3 separate regions of the Gossypium hirsutum genome follow, and all the other regions are linked to region 1. A link is a contact called in public Hi-C data. All regions are on one chromosome and are shown on one strand. Each heading gives the region's core, a stretch centred on a gene start, on an enhancer-like site or on the middle of the called end of the contact. The rest is flanking DNA. Distances are from core to core; before and after follow the strand shown.

Evidence for each region. A called contact is a pair of places that touch in the nucleus more often than the background predicts.
Region 2: a Hi-C map of leaf shows a contact between it and region 1, with 5 times the contacts expected there. The contact joins the promoter of LOC107909846 here to the promoter of LOC107909843 in region 1. A contact is called at or near these places in 7 of 34 Hi-C or Micro-C datasets (callus, hypocotyl and leaf).
Region 3: a contact with region 1 is called in a Hi-C map of leaf, with 2.9 times the contacts expected there. The contact joins the promoter of LOC121214727 here to the promoter of LOC107909843 in region 1. A contact is called at or near these places in 8 of 34 Hi-C or Micro-C datasets (callus, hypocotyl, leaf and 1 more).

The regions. Positions count from the first base shown.
Region 1 is chrD02:57,002,212-57,006,373 of Gossypium_hirsutum_v2.1, forward strand. LOC107909843 reads left to right here and starts at 1,815. Exons shown (of 3, transcript XM_016837525.2): 1 at 1,815-2,027; 2 at 2,142-2,434; 3 at 3,162-3,393. The coding sequence starts at 2,149. The coding sequence ends at 2,433.
Region 2 is chrD02:56,845,685-56,849,846 of Gossypium_hirsutum_v2.1, forward strand. LOC107909846 (probable methyltransferase At1g27930) reads left to right here and starts at 1,759. Exons shown (of 1, transcript XM_016837529.2): 1 at 1,759-4,140. The coding sequence starts at 2,847. The coding sequence ends at 3,716.
Region 3 is chrD02:57,130,794-57,134,955 of Gossypium_hirsutum_v2.1, forward strand. It overlaps LOC121214727 (mitochondrial import receptor subunit TOM20), which reads right to left and starts at 2,031. Exons shown (of 6, transcript XM_041088848.1): 1 at 1,747-2,031; 2 at 1,478-1,556; 3 at 1,237-1,406; 4 at 1,088-1,135; 5 at 511-597. The coding sequence starts at 1,845. It also overlaps the pseudogene LOC121214567.

The DNA of each region.
Region 1 (4,162 bases), core at 565-3,064:
AAAATTCTGGTTTATAAACTGGCTTAACTTTAGGGTAAAGCTAAGAAGAAATACAATCTTCTTTTTTCCATAGGTAAATTCTTGGTGGAATATATGAGTGGGAGAGACATGCGGATGTTGCCTTCATTTTTCTTTTTTAATTATGAGAATGCCTTTTAATTTTATCTTCAACCAAAATTTTTTATTATCAAATTCATACTGCAGGGCATATATATATTATGATTAGAATATAGTGGTAAAGAGGTGGTCCAAGCCCAATCAATGGTATATATAGCAGAAAAAGGATTGAAAGCGTAGTGTACCTACAAAACATTGCATATATTTGACTTCCTTCTTCATCATCTAATCCATTTTCTTAACAACCCCCTTTTCTTTGTCTTAAATAATTAAGATTGTCACATCTGAGCAACCAAAATTTCATAGACTACGCACCCTTTGATGCATTTCTCACACCAATATCCCCCCGCCCCCCCCCCCCATTTTCTGGGCTTAAGCTATCTTTGCCTTGTATTTGTGGATATTCTCATTAACATAAATTTGCGATGACCAAACACGAAAAGATGGCAAACTAATTTACAAATCTTTCTATAATTTCGTGAATTTCAAGTTAAAAGCAGCTTCCATTCATGCGATAATTAATAATAACATCTTGTTTCTGATTCTAATTTCAACTATTCTCTGGTTTATTTTTTTTATACTCATCTTTATATGTTTTATTAAAAGACCCCGGGTATTGTGTTCATTAAATTTTGGGAAATCTTTTGCTTCAGCTGCTGCGCCACGGTTTAAGCATACTCAATACATTTCACATCCACAGATTTTCCTATAAAATTAATTATGCAATTAATTCTTTATGAAATTATCATTTTATCCTCTTATATATAACTATTAAAATGTAACAACAAATTATATGTTTTATGTTTAAATATTTTTTGAAGAATTATGTTTATAAATATTTACTTGACTTTAAAAATTTGAAATTACTAAAGATAAGTAGCAAAAATTAGATTGAAGGTAATGATTAATGCATCCAACATCTATGAATTTCAAGATATGGGTGAATGGTGAAACAGAATATACCAACTATAAAGCGATGATGATCGATTGAACATTGCTTTTGCCATCCCTATCTTCACTTACTCTCAACCTTTTCAGCCCATTAATGCATAAAAAATAATTAAAACAATCTAAATGGCTGTCCATCTAATTCTAGAATATACTTTCTAATCATTTTTATTATACATACCTTATTAAGTTTGTGTTATAACTTAACAAAATATCAATTTAATTGGAAAATATTAGAAATTTCTATTTTTGATACAATCTTTATTTTTACTAATAAACCTTTCTAATCGTTAAATCAAAGAAAAAACGTATTTAAGTGCATTCAAACTCAATCTGTAAAATATAATTTAAACAATAAGAAAACTAATCCACCGCTTTAAGATCAATCACTATCATATAACTTCTCATTAATACCCATTATTATAGGTTCTAATCATATCTGCTTTTTCTAACACAATGTCTAGAACTACCCATAACCCTTCCCTAATCCATAAATAGGAGGATAATGTGCTTCAGCGCACTCAAACTCACATCCTCTTACATTGATAATAATACCTATACCAACCAAACTAAGATTCATAGGCTATTTTTTTTATTTTTTAAAATATAAAAATTTTCACCTAATGTGACAATTTTTAATTAAATTTATACTCTTGAATAATATCTTATCCAAACCCATCCATTCGAGATGTAGTTCAAAATTTCTTTTATAAAATTATTGGGCCTTAGCCTAAGTTAGAGTCTAGAAGATTTAATGCAACCATTATAAGGGCTTTTGATCCCAAAGAACGCCTACCAGAAACTAGGCCGGGCCTACTGACAGCGATGGAGTTGTAGAGCTTTACCCCAAGTTAGGCTCTTCGATTACTCGTAACATTCTGCATCAGAGGTTTTCCCGATCTTTGCTTTCGACAAATTGAAGACCTTGGCTCTGCTAATCGCCACTTGAGATCTTCAAACAGGTTTTTTCTGTCACCTTGTTTTGTGCCTATTCTATTTGATTAGCTATCTAGTAATTCTTTTTTTTATAGTGTTTGTTTGTTGAACTTAGGGTTTCGGTTATTTGTGTTTTCCAGGAAGAAAATGGGGTTCATTATGGAATTTGCAGAGAATCTGGTGTTGAGGTTAATGGAGGACCCAAAAGAGAGGGATAGAAAATTCAGAGAACACGTTTACTCTATGAAGGATCGATGCGCAAAAACCAAGGAGATGTGGAGTTATCCACTGCGGCCTTATGGGTTTTGGACATTTGAGCGCCACAATGCTCAGCTCCGTTGGGATCCTCAGATTAGCCAAGTCCCCGGCCGCAGGGATCCTTATGATGACCTTCTTCAAGACAGTTATGCGTCTTCCTCCAAACGAAACTGAGGTTTCTTTTTTCAACTCATTCTGGGATTTTGTTTATGCTTCTATTAAATTATTCGTGGGCACCGGATTTTGAGAATCGTATATCTACTCTAAGATTTGGGTTTTACTGGTTCGATCAGCACATTGAAGTTTCAGGAATTTAGATTTTAGAGTTTAGACTTTAGTTTGTTGGTATGAAGTTTTCTTGATTTAGCTTAGGTCTGAAGCTCTGATTCATTTGAGGTAAAAGTTTATTCTTATCGAAAATTTTACACTTTTATCATACTTCAAAACTAATTTAGTATTCAGTGGTTCCAAGATAGTAGTAGAGCTTGAGTAATACCAAGTGTTGTTTCTAAATTGAAGGACTTGCGCTGGTGTTTTAATGGTTAAATCACCATCTTAGACTTGCTAATGATTACCATTTGCATCTTATTTAAGTGAAGGTGTAAAAATTTGCATCAGACTTTAACCTGGATTTGTAGGCAAACTGTTTACCCATCGACAATTGACACTGCAGGGATTAGAATATGTTGCTTCCACAAAAGTGTTAGAAGTGATGCAAGCTAATAATTGCCAAATGAAATCCTTTTTTGTGTTTTATTTAGTCACCTCTGCAACAGTGACAATGGTGGAGTTGTGACAAGTCATGAAGCAATGGAGACACTGAATGAAAAGTGAATTTACAATTTCATATTTTCAATCTTGAGAGTAATTTCTAATAAGGTTTCCATTGATGTAGGAATCAGAAGCCATTAGCAGATGGTTTGGAGCTTGATCTACAAATGGGAAGTGGACATTGAAACCCTTTTTACTGTTTGTTTGAATTTATTTTCAATTGTGCTACAAAAAGATTCTGCTTGTTTTGTAGTCTACTTTTGAACATTTGAGTTGGGACACTGGTTTATGAATGAAAATAAATTGTCCATGTAACTCAATGGGTAAGACTTGTAAGGGAAATAAAGACTCTGTGTTGGTGAATATTTGCTTGTTTAGCCATCTTGTTGTTGCCTTGTATTGGGTAAGACTGGTTTTGAACATTTATGTTGCTGTTGTCTCTCCTTTCTTCTTCTAATTAAGCCACCCCTTATTTGGGAGAAGTAGGAGTGTGCAGTTGATTGGTTTGAGTTTTATATCAAAAACCAAATAAACTGACACTCTTTTAAAATGAATCGGCACCACATGACTGGATTGAGCCTTGTCAACGAGAAGCATTGTTGGTTAAGACGAAGTTTTGGGCTTTTGAGTATCTAAATTTGAGTCTTAGCATGTGCAAAATTGTAACATGTGGGTCTCTACTCTCTAGTCCCGAAATGTGCAACTATGTCATAGATGGGTTCTATTCTGTACTTTTTCTGTTGTGCTTGTACTAGTTTGATTCTACCTTTAGCTGCCTAGGTATAAAATTGAGCTTGTATTGTATTTCTAATAGTAGAAACTTAAAAAAAAAAGATTGTTATTATTGTAATTATAAAATTTCATGAATATTTCTTTTTGCTACCGGAACAAGCATTAAGTGGAACATAATCCACAAAAAAGTGAGTAGAAACCAAGACAAATAAGGGAAAATAAAGTGAAATGTAGCAGTAGCAGATGATGTGCCCATATCCTTGGCTTCCATTAGTAACACTTTGTAGCCATTTAGACAAATTAAATTTTGGATTGGTTTGTTATTTGGATTTAAATTTTAGGTTGAGTTGGATTTGATACGGTTTTGATATGAATATGTATTTAATATTTATTAATTAAA
Region 2 (4,162 bases), core at 509-3,008, 160 kb before region 1:
GCTTCACGAAGTCATTTACCTTGCCCTTGCCATCCACGACCTACTTACTTGCAAAGTAAGGGAAGAGTGGGTGAGTTCATTGAGAACCCAATGAATAATCAGGAATCAGCAAAGTGTGCTAAAAACACAAAGTTTAAAATAGAAAAAGGACTTAGTCTAAAAATCATGTTGCGTGTCGTGTTGCGTGTTGGGTTCGCAATGCAGGTGCGAGAACCATTTCGTAGATCCTGCTTGTCAAAAAACATATAAGTTTGAAAACAGTTTCGCGTATACCTACTGAAAATCATACTTAAAAACTTAACTTGTACTTGTTTGAAAAAAGATATTCAAATAGCGTGAAACATGCTTACACACTTGTCTTATCAGAATGGCTGAGAAACATAAAACATGTTCTTGTCCACACTTATTAGAATCTATTGGATATGCGAATCTCTTTATAATGCCTCAGAATAACTCAAAGAGTCCTTAACATGTCTCATAAGTGTAGCGCGAAGCAATGCACTCTCCTATACACCAACATGTCCTGTTGAATGGAGCACAGCTCGACATTCCCTTATCTCTCCAAATGTGCCAGGGCCTCAACTCCAAAAGTCACAAAACTTAAAAGCTAGTACTGACAATCCTTTGGTATTCCAATATATCCAACATAAGGGCTCGCAAATAAGAATGCACATAAACTTATCACATAGAGCTAGCATAGGGAGCTTGCTTGAAAAACACTTGTTCAGAGAGCTCGCACCTAAGTGCGTAAAAACACAATTTATAAAATCGTATCTTAAAAGAATATCTTGAAACATAGGCTCACATAGGAGCACACGTAAAACTAATCTTTAAAACATAAATTTAAAAACATGACTTGAAAACTTATCTTCAAAATAGAGTTTCAGAACTTAAAATAGAGTTTTCAAAAAAACTTTGTTCTTGGAGCTTAGTTTGAAAGCCTTAAGTTTTAGAAAAAAAAACATAAAAGTTTGCACACCCATGGCAATTCTTAAGCACTCACTGATTTGACTGAAAAACTAAACAAGTTTGGCTTTTCCCTTGTCCTTACTAGTAGATGGTCGGATTGGTTCACAAAATACATAAACACACGAATTACTTAAACAGACAAAGCTTATAGAATTCACACATGCAAGCGAACCCAGCTTTCTGAACAATCAACCTAAACAGAATAGAGGCTTACCTTGGTTGCTACGAACTTGATTCAAAATAGATACTTGACAACAAAATATCAATAAGAGAATTCTCATGAGTATTACTAGATACACAATATATTTGTTTCCTAATTTGAGTCTGACTTTAGCTTTGACTAGCAAACCCCTAGTTCGCAACTTACCTAGCTAACACCTAGCTTGCTAAACAAACTGGAGAAACTCCAACTTGCCAAATAGACTGGCGAACTCCAGCTCACCAAACAGACTGGCGAACCTGGCTTTCAATGAATCTGGCAAACCCCCTTACCGCAACTTTTTGGCATTTATTGCAACACTGAAACACTAGCGAACTCCTTATCGATACTTTTTTAGCAAACTCCCTAGTTCGCCGAAGCACTAACGAACTCTCACTTGCAAGGCTAAAACTTCTAGACCCGATCTCGGGATGTTACACAAATAACAAACAATAAAGAATCCAACACAATCAAAGAACAAATAACAAACAAAGAACTCAAAATCTTAAAAAAACAAAAACAAAAAAAAGAACCCAATATATTCTCAAATTCAATCTCAGCAACAAACAAATAACCTAACATTTTCAACCCAAAACCATTTCAATTAGAAAAAAATAACAACTTAATATGATAACAAAAACCCAAAATAAGAGCAAGAACCTAAAAAGTTAAAAGAATTTAAAATTATTTGAAAATAAGAAATTTACAACCTAGAAAGAGAGCAATAACTCAAAAAAAACTACAATAATTTAGAAGACCCTAAAAATCCTATGGATCTAATGAACAATAAGGACAATTCCTCTATTTAATTTGTTAACCTGTGACCTGAAAAACTTCTACTAGGCTCCAAGAAAACCAATTCTTTGTTGTTGCATTGGCAACGACGCTGCTATTGCTTCATTTAACTCCTCAACTTGCTCTCAACCTCATTAGAAGCCTCCTTTGCCTTTCATCAACAAGCGAAGAGTATAGTTTAGAAAACTCAAGGATCAAGCATTGATTTTTTTTTGGCTTTAAAGAGATTTTCTTGAAAATACAAGGCAAAATTTGAGAAGACGAGGAAAAGAGAAGTGTTTTGATGGTCGAATTTGTCGGAAAGGCCATTGATGGTGGCGACTCATGGTGACAGCAACTAGGGTTAGAAGAAGAGGAATAAGGAGAGGAAGAAGAGAAGATAGAAAGGAGGAGAAACGGAAAAAAAAAGGAATGGAATCGTGATGAAGAAAAGAGGAACAAGAGATGAAGAAGACAGTGTGATAGCCAAGGTAAGAAAAAAATGAAAAAAAATAAGGAAAAATAAAAAAAAAAAAGAAAAAGAAAAAAGATGTACAAAGAGAATGACACATGGGACCGTACGAGTGGTCAATGTTGCTACGTCAACAAAAAAAGTAATAATATTAGATTCTAGTATTAATATAATTGACCTAAAAAAATTTAGGAACAAAAAAAAATTATAAGTACCAATTTAAGAAATATAGACAAATTTGGATACTAATTTTATATTTAACTTTTTTTTAAGAAAATCCTAATTTTCAAACCTTATTTTTTCAAAGCGAAACGCGTTAGCCCTTTTATGTCTCTTTGTTCCTCTCCTATATGACCATAGTAAGCCAATCAGCCGGACCTTAAGCCACTTTTTCTTTTTTTGGTTGTTTTAGTTAAAAAAAAAACTCAAGAAATGAAAAGAGAAGAGACTACAAAGAATCGGCATTTCCTCGCCGATAAAAGATGGTTTATGCCTATTACCATAGCTGGCTTTATTGCCGGGACGATACTTATCTCGAGCTTCATAAAAACCGCCGATTACTCCATACTATGTTCGCTCGCCAAAACCAGATCCATAGCCGTAGAGGAATACTCCTCCTCGCCGGTCCAACTCCAAGCTATCATCCACTACGCCACTTCATCAATAGTCCCGCAGCAGAACTTCAAGGAGATCTCCGTAACCTTTGACGTACTCAAGAAACGCTCTCCTTGTAATTTCCTCGTCTTTGGGCTCGGCTACGACTCCCTCATGTGGACCTCCCTCAATCCCAATGGCAACACTATTTTCCTGGAAGAGGATCCCAAATGGGTTCAGTCTGTGCTCAAAGACGCCCCGATCCTCCAAGCTCACGCGGTAAAGTACCGTACGGAGCTCAAGGAAGCTGACGATCTACTCATCCATTATCGATCGGAACCGAGCTGTTACCCGTCGAAAGCTTACTTACGCGGAAACGAAAAGTGCAGGCTTGCGTTAACGGGGTTTCCCGATGAGTTTTACGATACCGAGTGGGATTTGATAATGATCGATGCGCCTCGTGGATACTTCCCGGAGGCACCAGGGAGGATGGCGGCGATATTCTCGGCGGCTGTGATGGCGAGGAACAGGAAAGGATCGGGTGTGACGCACGTGTTCTTGCACGATGTTAATCGGCGAGTGGAGAAAGTTTTTGCCGAGGAATTTTTGTGCCGGAAGTACTTGGTGAAGAGCGAGGGGAGACTTTGGCATTTCGAGATTCCACCAGCTTCTAACAGTAGCAGCGATGACAGTGCCGGGTTTTGCTAAAATGCGCCTTTTAAAAAAAATTAAAACAAATCTTATATTTAGTTATTAATAAAATTAATATTTCAATATTAATTTTACTTTGTACTACTACCTGATAAAAGAAAATATGGACGGCGATATTGCCGGAGTTGTAATGATGAGATATACGTTTAATATAATTAAAAGACAGGTGGACATGGTTTAGGGTTGCCACTGCTAAAGTGGTGAGGCAAGTCATTTCACTTTATTTTTTCTCCTCGTACTGTTTAAATTCTTGTCCTAGTTGAGTAAATGAGATAATTTTGGTAAAGTAACATAGTGGTCTTTGGAATATGTTTTGTAAGCAAAGTCATTCCTTCCATCCATCGTGTTGAGCATTTGAAAATGTAATAAAAGTTGTCATATATATCTCTTGATGTTTCTTGGAGATAACTTTGTTTATGGACATTTCTGTTCAATTTTCCTTT
Region 3 (4,162 bases), core at 781-3,280, 130 kb after region 1:
CAAATTCTAATGAACATCTATGTCAACAAAAAGGAAGTTCTTTTCCATAAGAAATTATTGCCAGTCCCTGGAACAACTGTATGCAAGGCCAAGCTGCCAAGTCTTCAACTTTCCACTGCAACATAAAAAAATACCTAAACCCGAGGAATATGCAATTTAACCGTTACTGAGAAGGCAACATGCCTCAAGGATCAGACAGAAAAGCAGAATATGCACAATTATATGTGAATGTGATGCAACCTCACACTGATGTGGAAACATGTATTTCAGTCCATGGTCTGTTGGCTCGCTAACTCAGATCATGAGATAAGGCTTACATAAAATTATAGGAATTATTCACTATTCACATCTATTAATACGCAATGAACTTATGCAAACAAATAGTAACTGCTAACTCAGATCATATGATAATAAAAGATAATATAAGCAAGCACTTCCAAGGCAAAAAGAAGTATGGAAACAAGCAGGGAAGATTTGCAAGTCAATGTACATAATTAAAAAAACACTCACAGTTGAAGTTGAAGAAGCAGAAGATGCCCCACCCATACCCTGTTGGCTAGCTGCAGCCTTTTGGAAGTCCATATGTAGCTCTGGAGCCTAAGAAGACGAACAAAGTCCAAGCTTATTTAAAAATTAAGGCAGATCAGAGCACAAAGTATCATCAGCAAAACATCCACTGCTCACCCACACTGCCCTAGATACTCTTTCGTCTCCTTCCCAAGAAATAAACACATCCACTTAACACACAAAATAAAAAAGAAAAAAGAAATTCAAACCAGCTTAAAGTAGGTAAAACAAAAGGAAAACACCAATCCCATTAACCAGCCATAGTAACAAAATATCTTAATATTTAATTAAGCACTAGCCACAACCTTATCATTAACAAGGTATCCTGCTTCTGTCATTCAGAAACTAAGTCCAGATTACCACACCAAGTTCATTTCAAATAATTACCACATCAAACAATTCAGCTAAAATATTAAAACATCAATTAAATTACATAGGAAAGTTTGTGAGGTTATATTTACATAAAAAAGCATACATCTTTGTTCCCGTGTTATGAAACTTATAAGAAAAGCATGTTTACCTTAGCTGCAACTTCCAAAGACTTTTGATAAAGCTCATTGCCTGGATCCTACAACCCAAAAAAATATTTTTTAAAAAATCCCAAATTAGCTTCCAAAACCCTCATTTTGGGATATTCAAAACAGGCATAAGAGCAAAAAAAAAAGTTACCGCATCAACAGCTCTTTGGAAAAACTGAGCTGCCTTATCAAAAGAAACTTTTGCCTCGTCAGAATCGGTAGTCATAAATGCAGTAGTGGAAAGAGCGTTTCCCATGCACCACAAAGTTTCGTGCTTGGATGGATTTATCATCAACGCCTCATCCAATTTCGAAATTGCATCTAAATGATCAATATTCATTGCATTAGCAAAAACTAATAGTAGGAATAAACTCAAGAACATGGTAGAGTACCATTTATCATCTGCTTTGCATCTGAAACAGTCTGAAATTGAGCTAATTCGAGTAAAGCCCCTCCCCATTTGGTTAAATTCTGCAACCATTTTTAACCGATAATAGGAAACTCAGAACAATTTCTTTAAAAAAAACCTCAAACCAAAGTAGAAAATAAAAATAAAAGAATTAAAACCTCATTACTATTAAAATCGATTAACAGAAGGAAGTAACTGCAAACAAAGAAACGAATTAAAAAAAATTGAACGGAAAAGAAATAAAGAAGGAACCTCAGCATCAAGAGGGTCCTTGGCGTAGTTGACTTCAGAGGTTTTACGGGTGTGTTCGGCGACTAAAAGGCGATCGAAGTCGGCTTGAGAAAACTCCATTTCCGTGATTGTTTTCTTCTGTTAGTTTAGAAAGTGAGGGAAGAGTGTAGCCGCTAGGGTTTTTTCTTTTTCTATTGGAGAAGTGAAGTAGAGAAGGTAACATGAACTTATGACGAAAAGACCGTGATGGCCCTCGATATTTGGCGCTCCTTTTGCCTTTCCTTTGTTCTCTTTTCTTGTATGTTGACTTCACTTCCACGTTGCGGATACCAAGGGTCTCCCCTCCTACTTTCTTTCTCTCTCTTTTTTAGGGTAAATTTCACATTTGGGTCACTCAACTTTCAGAACCTTTTATTTTGGCCATAAAATTTTTTTAAAAATTGCAAAAAGAGCAATGACATTACAAACCGTTTTCATTTTAGTTACCCACCCTTATTTTCAGGGTTAGGCAATCTTAGTGTACACTCAATTTAGTCATCTATCTTTAGTAAATTTTTATTTTAGCCCGTCATTTTATCTTTTTAATGTCTTTTTTTAGAATTAATTTTTACAAGGAAAAAAAACTTGAATCCTTACAAGGAAAAACATAGGTTCTTGTTTGGAAAAACCAATTTACATTTTGAATTTTTTTTTCTAGAATTAATTTTAATTCTTTCCAATAAAAACGAAAAATCTAGGGTTTTTGCAAGAAATTACCTGAGTTTTATAGGAAAAGCTTAAGTTTTTACAAAAAAACATTTTATCTTTTTAATTTCTTCTATTTTTTATTTTTTGAATTAATTTTAATTTTTTGGTAAAAATGAGGAAAACCTAAGTTTTTTTACCATGAAAAACCTGAGTTTTTACAATGAATTGAGTTATAGGAAAAATTTTGAGTTTCATTTCTGCGGCTAAATAACTCAATTTCCCATAAAAACCCATTTAAAAAAAACCAAATTGATTCTAAAAAAGAAAATAAATTACTAAAATGAAAACCAACTAAAGTTGAGTGATTAAAATGAGTGTACAATACCATTGTTTAACCCCAATTTAATGATGAGTGATCAAAATGAAAATGGTTTGTAATGGTAGTGCCATTTTTGCAATTTTTATTTTTAGTGTCCAAAATAAAAACACATGAGAATATTTAGGGATCAACTGTCTAATTTACCTTTTTTAAGTTAAAATTGTAGGGTTTTTTTTTTTACACTGCAATATCAAGTTAGGGGCAAGGAAAATTGATGTAGGTTTTAGAAGCGCAAGCTGCTCATTGCTGCCAATTGTCTATGGTTGGTGTGGAATTGAGATAAGAATAATCTTAATCCACTTTTTATCCTTGTTGAGGAGTTCAGAATAATCAACATTGTAGAATTTAAGAGAAAGCAGAACGTGAGGATTCTTGCTTGAAATCAACTGAGAGCCATCAAGTCCCTCAACAATAGTTGCTCCACCTATAAGACCAGGCATCAAGTCTGATATTCAAAGTGAAGGGTTCTTGGAGCACATATTTAGGTGCTTTGTAGAGGGTCAGCATTGAAAGAGCAAAAGATAGATTGAGAGAAATGGGTTTTATCAATTAGACATATCTTTCAGTATTTAAGCCCTCAAATTTCATTGAATAAATGTTAAAAAAATTAATTCTTTTAAGTATTTATTTTAAATTTTTAATTTAAAATAGATGTTTATTTTTTTATGTCTAAAATAGATCCGGACAAATAGATGTACAAATTCAAATGTTTAAAATTTATCCTTTTTTACAATTTTAATAAATGATAAATCTCAAAATTATACATGAACTTTGATTCATCGTCTAATTTGATACCTAAAATTTAATTGTGGTTCTATATCAAAACTTTTTTTTTTGATTTATTTATACATATTTAAAGAAATAAATAAATTAAAAAATTTTATATTGGAGAAATATAATTATTTATGTATGCAATGTGTAAACATAAAATGGTGTTACATCGATAATAATGTTAATGATTATTAAGAATTAAATCAAATCAAAATGATTATTAAGAATTAAATCAAATCAAATTTTCATGTGTACAATTACATGAAATCAGAGTTCTATGCTTTTATATATTTTTTTGAAATTTTTAGAATTAGGATTAAATTAAGACCATTTATAAAATTTGAGAGTTTACTTTTTTTAAAATTACGACTAAATTGATATAATATGTAAATGTTGAGGGCTAAGTTTATTATGATATTGATTTTTTAACTGCCACGTCACCTTTCAGTCAGACAAAAAATATTGTGTATTTTACTTTTTCAATAATAATTTATTAATATTTAACTAGTGCTCTTTAATACTTATTAATATAAATATACTTTGAAAGTTAATTAAATTGATTTATTTACCCTTAAGTTAAATTATTAACGCTTCCCTGCG